Linked DNA regions of Mus musculus: region 2 is linked to region 1. The links are chromatin contacts, called in public promoter capture Hi-C maps. All regions are on one chromosome and are shown on one strand. The core of a region is the stretch at or near the end of the contact, and the rest is flanking DNA. Distances in the headings are between cores, read along the strand shown.

Region 1 (4,126 bases), core at 257-2,756:
CAGAAGCCACATCCCAACTCAGTCTAAAACCCCCGGGAGATAAAGCAGAGGAACTCACCTCTACGCTGCCTTCAGGGAAGCCAAAGCGCTTCTGGACAACTGCGGTCAACTCTCTGATCCGACGACCCTTCTCCCCAAGAACATTCTGTGTCCTGTAGAGGGGAAGCGCAACCATTTACTCAAGATCCCACCTGCCGCCCACCACAACGCCAGCACACACGTTAAATGGAAGGTAAGTTCTTCCCAAATGCAGTTCTAACAAAGCAGTTACACCCACTGAGGCCAGATTTACTGCTTGGTTGGCCCAAGTTTACACAGCATCTCAGTACACACAGTATTTACAGGTGACAATCAATGGTATTTCTACCTGGTGGCTAAAATAATGATTTCTGTCCTGGTTGGTGTAACTCGGACTTCAACTCCAGAGTAGCCATCTTCAGCCAGCTCCCGAGTGAGAAATTCATTCAGCTCAGCTTTGAAGATGCCATCAGCTACAAACTGAACCAAAGGAAACAAGTTACCTCTGAGGTGAAGACAGGGTTAGTCAGAGCAAGCCCAATGGCCCTACAGAAAAGCAGCAACCCTTCTCAGACAAATGCCTCTTGGTCATCTTTAGGAAGTTTCTTTTGACCACAGTGCTTTCAGCTGTGCCACAGAACGCAGCATAGTGAGGCATCTTGGACAAAGACAACACTTCCTACTCAGACTCGTCATCACCTCTTCATCGAAGGGCTCTACGGCATAATCTACACCCAAGAGACAAAGAAAAATCTGTCTCCAAGTAGCACATGTACAGCTGGGACTGTAAGTTGTACCTCGGATAGGAGAGGAATCCTGACTCAAAACAGGTTTATCATCTGTGTGCATAAGCACAAACGACAGACCATCTATTTCTAAACCTGGCAACCTGCACACTTTTCCCCCATGAAATGATAACCACAGGGACGCTGCAGCTCCGGGTCCCGAGTGAACACGGCAGCAGTCAGTAAGTAGGCTTTCAACTATGGCCACTTGCAGGATCACGCGACTAAGAGAAGGGACTGCTAAACTTCACTTACTAAAGAAACTGGACTAGATCTGATGGCACACGCCCTCTAACTGTGCCACAGGATTACTATTATGGAGACCAAGAAACGCTCAAAGGTGTCTAGTCCGGAACTGGAGGCGCCCGGTGTTCGAGTCGGTCCAGAACTCGAGGAGTTTGTCCCTCCCTTGCCCAGGCACACAGCACTCGCCCGGCTCCGGCCCAATACACAATCTACGGCCATCCGAGGCTCGAAGAGACGGCAGGCGGCCCCAGACGCTCCACAGGACTGATCACGGAGCCACAGGCCTCCCTGGCACTTGTAGAACCCGCGGCGGACTCCCGAACCGGGCCCAGACGCTTACCTTCCTCTTCTTGGAAATCTGCACCGCCATCTTGCAGCCGCGCGCCGCTGAAAGGAAAGGAAGTGGCTCGCGGGCGGAAGTAGGTATATAGGGCGGGAGCAATGACGCCGCGCAGCGCGGCGACCCTTGCAAGTGTTCATGGGAAATGAAGTTTTGCATGGGAAATGAAGTTTTGCGTCTAAAACGGCGTAGGGGGGGTGTAACCTAGCAACCTGTAATGTAGGCGGAACAGGAAGTAGACATCTAGTTCCGGTCTGAAAGTGCTCTGTACTCAGCAAGCTTGGGGTTCCAGCACTAACGAAGTAGAGGGTCACAAGTTTAAGGTCATCATTGACTACATAGCGAATTCGAGGCCAGCTTGGCCTTTATGAGTTTCTGACTCAAAAGTAAAAACGTAAATAAATAAAAAATTTGAAAAGAGCAACCTTCAGACTAGAGGTGCAAACCACAGGCATAAGCACACACTAACAGATTTTACCACCTTCACGTTCACGCTAATGAAAACTTTCATTGAAATGTATTTAGAGGACCAGCTGGATGGCTCAGTAAGTTACAGAGTGAGTGGGACAGTAGAAAACCATGGCTGCGTATACATATATGCAAGCATAAAACACATGCGTGCGCACATGCACACAGATTTAATATTATTACAAAGGTAAACCCTGATCCATGAGATGGGCTTATTTGTAGGATTTCTGGTAGTGAGCACCTCCACTAGAACCTGTGGGAAAAAAAAATTTTATTTTTTGGTTGTTTTGTTTTGTTTTGTTTTTCCGAGACAGGAACTTTTTTGACTCGCAGCAGGGTGGAATACCAGCAGCAGGGGCTTGTCAAAATAATAAAGCACCAGGGCTTCGGGGACAGACTGTTGAATAGTATAAATCTAGGCCATAGGACCTTCCCTTCACACAGACCCTGATGTCCACACAAGCAAAAGTTCATTGCCCAGAGGCAGAACCTGCTGATATAACTTGTACTGCAGTGTGTGGCTCACTTCACACTGGAAACACGGGAGTCTGTTTCACCCTGTATTAATCCCACGGAACAAAAGTAAAAACTATTACTTAAACTCTTTTAGACAAATTAAGCAAGTTTTATTTTCTATCAGACAGGGCTATCTCCCTAAAGTGGAGTTTTAAAGAATAGCATCAAACATAGAAGTGGAATTTATATAACTCAAAATTTCTAAGACTAGGTGGTTTCCAAGGGAAGAGAGATTTCCAGGGGAATGTTGGCTACACAGGAACTTGGCAGAACATCTTATCAGGGTGGAAGTCAGGGTATAATGGAGTATGGAACATGTCAAATTCCAGAAAATGGGTTGACGACAGGATCAAACCCAAGTGTTACAGAAAACAGGAATGAACTTATTTTGACCTTGTAACAAGATGGCTTCTAATCATGGGACAGAGTCAGACTGGTCTGTCACCTGATGAAGCTGTTTCTCCATTTCTAGTGCACCACAGCCATGGCTGCCTTCTTATAACTATCTCCTTGTATCTGAAGACCTGTGCCAGCTACCCTGATGGCCGTGCTCAGAAAATTCAATGATGCCTCTCACACTAAAATCATGACTCAGGGCTGGAGAGATGGCTCAGTGGTTAGAAACACTGGCTTGCCTACCAGAAGACCCATGTTCAACTCCCAGTCCTACATGGCAGCTTACAACTGTGACTCCAGTTTCAGGTGCTCTGATACCCTTACACAGATATGCATGCAAGCAAAACACCAGCACGCATGAAATAAAAGTAAATACCTTTTTAAAAATGACTCTGCTGTTTATACTCAGGATGTCAATACTGATGGAGGGCACCTGACCTTGAGTGCTGAAGTCACAGCGGCCAGTCTCTGCCCTAGGTAAATTCCAGGGGTTCACAGTCTTATACACTTTCTCTCTTTCTTTCTTTCTTTCTTTCTTTCTTTCTTTCTTTCTTTCTTTCTTTCTTTTTTCTTTTCTTTTCTTTTTTTTTTTTTTTGAGACAGGGTTTCTCTCTGTAGCCCTGGCTGTCCTGAAACTCACTCTGTAGACCAGGCTGGCCTTGAACTCAGAAATCTGCCTGTCTCTGCCTCCCGAATGCTGGGATTAAAGGCGTGCACCACCACGCCTGGCTTCTACCTTAATTTTTGAAGTAGGGCCTCTTACTGAACCCGGGACTCTCCATTCCAGTTAGGCCTGCTGGCCATCAAGCTCCTAAAATCTTCCTGTCTCCACCTCCAAGGCTGAGGTAACTAACAGGCTTGTGTGACCATTACCCCACTTTACATGAGGGCTCCATGTATTTGAGCAGGACACTATAGTGGCAGGAGAATGTGAGAGGCAAAGTGAAGCAGGAACCTCTGAACTGAGCAAGGTGGCTCATGCCTGTAAGCTTGAAGTAGAATAAGGTAGGAAAACAGTTATTAGCTATTTGTCTAGAGACTCACTTAGTGACTTACTCAAAGCACTGCTTGTACTGCCTGTCTAGCAAGCATGACGTCATTTGCTACCTGGAATAAAATGATGTGGAGAAATCGCTGGGCCAATGGGTTACTGTGCTTAACTTGCTAACTGTCAAGTATGCTTCTGTGGAATCCTGCTTGCATTCCTGCCCCACCTTGTGTTTTAGGGTATAAAATGAGAATGCAAAGTAGACCAGGGAATCAAAGCTTTTCAGGGTCTCTCCTGGCTTCTGTCTATCTGGTGGCATCTCTCTTCCACTCTCGTTGGTATCAGAGGGCTTATTCCAGAACAATTCCC
Region 2 (4,319 bases), core at 1,613-4,112, 520 kb after region 1:
AGCCTCAGAGGGGGTGTAGCTAAGTTATGTGTGTCCCTGGCACACAGGAGGCCCTGTCCACTCCCCAACTGAGTGTGGCAGTGCATCCGCAGCCACAGCACTTAGAGGGAGAGGTAGGAAGACTGTCAGTTAACATCATGGGGAGCTTGTTGGACAAACATAAGAACCTGAGTTCATGAGTTCAAACCCCTTGCACTCACATAAAAATAAAAAGTGTGTGTGTGTGTGTGTGTGTGTGTGTGTGTGTGTGTGTGTCTTAAAGCCTGTAACTCCAGCATTGTCTGTTGTGGAAAGTGAGAGGAGAATCCTTGGGGCTGGCTAGCTGGGTACTAGATTCTTTCCCATACAGGTAGACTCAAATAAGGTGGAAAGTGATCTAGCAAGACAACGACTGCCCTCATCTGGTCACAACGTGCAAGTGCGGGAACGTGTGCACCAAATACAGGTGTGCACATAGTGTACAAGTGTGCACACGAGAGAGACACACGGCAAAAATAAACAAGCAGCTCGAAGTCACAAGTTGCAGAACAAGGGTACATACCTACTTTTCTAGTCACAAGGAAGCTGAGGCCGGAGGATCGCCAAAGCCAGTTGGTGCAACTTGGCAAGACAGGAGTGGAGATGAGACTCAGTCAGAAAATCCTGGTCTACTTTGCTCATGGCCCAAGATTTAGAAGCAGAAGGAAACTGATCTTCTTGCAGAAGGAAAATGTGTACAACGATACAGAGGTGTGAAATGCATGGGCACTTGGGGGAGGCGAGTGGTTGGTAAAGGTGGAGGGGGTAGGAGGATACTGGTGGGTAGAGTGGGTACAGAGTGGGTGTAGGGGGTGTAGGGTGGGTACAGGGTGGGTAGAGTGGGTGACGGTGACAGAAAGGAGTCAGGAGTCAAATGTGCACAGACTTAAAGTCAATGCTGAATGTTATACATCTTAATCATACGAGTTCCAAGATGGCCAGAATGGGTTCAAGGGGGGCAAGGGGGCATCTGGTTTGTCGTTGAAATGATCAGCACAACTCTTGTGGAGAGTGTGGGGGAAAATACATTGGAACGCCTGGACCAGGGACAGGAGACCTGAAGACAGGCTGTGGGAAAGGACTGTGAGTAAGGACTGAAGACACCAGAGCTCTGAGGAAAGCTGAGGTGGCAGAGACCCTTCAGGAAAGCAGAATGAACAGGGTTTAGAACCCAATGAGCCCACCTTTGGCAACCTTAGACATCAAGACAGGTACAGAGCACACATTAGCAGAGACGGGGGGGGGGGGGGAGATTACTTCTTAGCAAACACTGTATCCAGGAGGGTGGAGTGGAGGAGAGCTTTGACAAGGAGAACCTAAGTCAGAGGAGGACTGGAAGGAGCTCATGTTTGTCTTCACTCTGAGAGCCCTGAGTAGGGGCTTTCTTGGTCACTGGTTCCTCCCACTGCTCACTTGGCGTGAGGAGTGCAGCCTTAACCCTGCCAGTCAGATAACCTGGAATGGGGTGTGGCCTGCCACTTCTCCATCCTTACACCTGTCCTGGTCTGAGACACTGGTAGCTGTGTAAGAGATGCTCAGGAATCAAGGTCCAAAGCCAGGACGACTGTGTTTGCCCACAGTGGCCCAGCAAGCTGTGGATGGCGCCAGCACCTTGAGTCTGCCCTCTCATTGCAGAGCCTGTGTGCTCTGGGGTGGACAGAGCTTGTTCTTTTCTTAGGGTCCTATTAGTTCAGGAGCTCACCTAACATGAGGTCTGGAGCAACAGCCTGCCCAGGCTGCTGGGGTTCTGGATCAGCGTGCTCACCTTCTGGTGAAAGGACAAAGCTCTGACCCTGGCTGTCACTGGCGCATGCAGAGCAGTGGGGCCTCGCCTGTAGAAAGAGTTCATCCTGGGCTGCTTGGTAAGTGGTAGCAGCAGTGACTCCATAGCAAAGCTACCTCTCATCTGGGGATGATGCCTAGGACCACCACCTGCCAATGGGAGATTCCAGGTACCTGAAATGGCTTTCCTCCAAAGTTGAAGTGCTTTGATGTTCCAAATCTTATTTAATCCTTTGCGACATTTGCAGGACGATATTGAAGACTTTTAAAGTAACTCAAATCATTATCTTAGTGCTGGAGAGAAAACCTTTCTCCTAGGCGCTATGTGCAAGCACACAGACTGTGTTCAAAATGGCAAGTGTCTCTGCACTCCCCCACCAAATACCCAATCCTGAGATTCCCAGACCCGTACTATGACCTTCCCCACTCAGTTTCATCTGAAATCTAACTGGGTTGGTTCCCCTTGCAGGCTGCGTACCGCGGGGAGCCAGGGGTTAAAACCCGGGGCGTCTGTGGCCCCCTTCCCCCTCCCCAGCCCCCTCGTCTCCACTCGGCGCCTTGCCTGGAGCGAAGGTTCCCAGCCCTGCACTAAAGGGGAGGGGGAGAAATGGGCTTGTTTCTCGTGGCCAATCCACGAGCTCGCGGTGCCTCAGAGGAGGCGCCAGCATTAGGGCGGCCCAGGGCTGCAGGCTTCCCGCGGCAAAGTACAAATGCGCCCGAGCGCGGCGTCTGGCGCCCGAGGCGTGCACAGCGGCAGCGCTCAACCTCCCCCGCGCCGCCACCGAGGGTCTTGTCGCCCCACCGCGCCCCAGACCCGCGCCGGACCCCGCGCCGCCGCGCCGCCGCCAGCCAGCGCCACAGGGACACTGCACCCCGGTGACCGCACCCCGCAGATCCCGGTTCTCTAGCTAGCACCTTCTCCCTCTCTGCCATAGCCTTTTTCTTCATTTCCCCAACTAATTTCTCTCTCTCTCTCTCTCTCTCTCTCTCTCTCTCTCTCTCTCTCTCTCTCTCTCTCTCTCTCTCTCTCTCTCTTCTCCTCGTCCCCTCCCCACCGTCCTCTCATCCTCACCTTAGACCTCTCCTGTCCTTGGCTCCTCTTCATCTTTGCTTTTCCGACTCCTCAAGCAGCGGTCCTACTTGGTCCTCTGAGGACTTACTTGTGTCCTTATCTCACTTTCTCCCGGCTCATCCCGGGGTTGTCTGACCTTGGGACAAGGAAGGATGGTTCCCGGGGTGAGGATCATCCCCTCTTTGCTGGGACTCGTGATGTTCTGGCTCCCGTTGGACTCGCAAGCACTATCCCGTAAGTAGAAACCAGGCAAAGTCTGGGCAGGCAGGGGAGGGATGCGAACCAGTGGGATGTACTTTGCTGGAAGATGTTAGTTAGGACCTGGGGACCCCTTAACGCTTGCATTTATCCAGGCAGCACCTGCATAGCAGGGGTAGATGTTGCTCCATGACCAGTGTGGGCTGGTGAGTCTTGGGGGGAGAAAAGTTTGGCAGAGTTTCTTTCTGGGGTGCTGCTGGGGGAAGAGCAGTGTGCATTGTGGGAAGGGACTTTACTCCCAGCAGCCTGATGTGTTGAGTGTGAAAGACGGAAAGGCTGATGAGCTCCTGGGCTGAAAGATGAACAAAGTGGAGTCCATTATCGCTTTTGATACTCACAACACTCCATGAGGTGTCATCATTACATTTAATTGATGAGTAAAATCGGCAGGGCAAAGAGAAGAAAGTTTCCGAAGCTGGTAAGCTATCCAAAGCCAAGAGTCTAATTCCAAATCCTGCCTTTACAGCGTCTGGGAGACACCCCGATGTGGGGCTGTGAGACTGGAAGGCATCGGGGCGTGGTGAAAAAAGATGAGGTTCTTCATCTTCCCAGCCTCACTGTGTGCCAGCTGATGGGTCAGACACGGAGGGCACCTCACCATCTCTTTTCTAATCTATAAAATAGGAGCCTCTTAAAGCCGTTAAATGTATTAAATGACAGGGAGCAGGCAGAGCAGCTTGTATAGAGATGCTACAAGGTGGCCTCATCAAAGTGTATCAGCTGCCTAAGCCCCCAGAGTTTCCACTTCAAACAGTAGGTTATGCAGGACCACAGCCTCTGTTTCCTAACTGCCCCTCCTTATGCTGGTGACTCCTTCTGAACCTCCCCAATAAAGAAACAGAGCCCAACAAGGACAGTAGTTTGCTCCAGGCCACCAAACTTGAAGACCCAGGTCCCCACCCCCTAGCTGACAACCTTTTCCAGGCTTGGCTCCACCTGCCAGCTCTGCTTCTGACTGGCTACTGGCTTTGTGGAGCTAGTGAGGCTAGATTCTGTCCTGCTTCTGGGAATGGAAATGTTGCATGTCTGTCTGACGTCCCCTAGCCTGTCAGTGGCATGAGAATTATGGACACCCTCATGTCTCATAAGACAACACAGAGAGCTCAGACTTGGCTTCAATTCCTGACTGCCTCTTACACCTGAGTCATTTTTCAAACTTCTGTGAACTTCAGTTTCTTCATCGGCAAAC

The links. Promoter capture Hi-C pulls out the DNA fragments that hold promoters and counts their contacts.
Region 2: a promoter capture Hi-C map of hippocampal neurons shows a contact between it and region 1, with 2.7 times the contacts expected there. The contact joins the promoter of Chrdl2 here to the promoter of Rps3 in region 1. A contact is called at or near these places in 12 of 39 promoter capture datasets (the 3T3-L1 cell line, 3T3-L1-derived adipocytes, the HPC-7 cell line and 8 more).

Annotation. Positions count from the first base shown.
Region 1 is chr7:99,482,203-99,486,328 of GRCm38.p6, forward strand. Rps3 (ribosomal protein S3) reads right to left here and starts at 1,507. Exons shown (of 7, transcript NM_012052.2): 1 at 1,390-1,507; 2 at 368-498; 3 at 59-152. The coding sequence starts at 1,419. It overlaps Snord15a (small nucleolar RNA, C/D box 15A), which reads right to left and starts at 730; the gene lies at 583-730.
Region 2 is chr7:100,003,542-100,007,860 of GRCm38.p6, forward strand. It overlaps Chrdl2 (chordin-like 2), which reads left to right and starts at 2,863. Exons shown (of 11, transcript NM_133709.3): 1 at 2,863-3,106. The coding sequence starts at 3,025.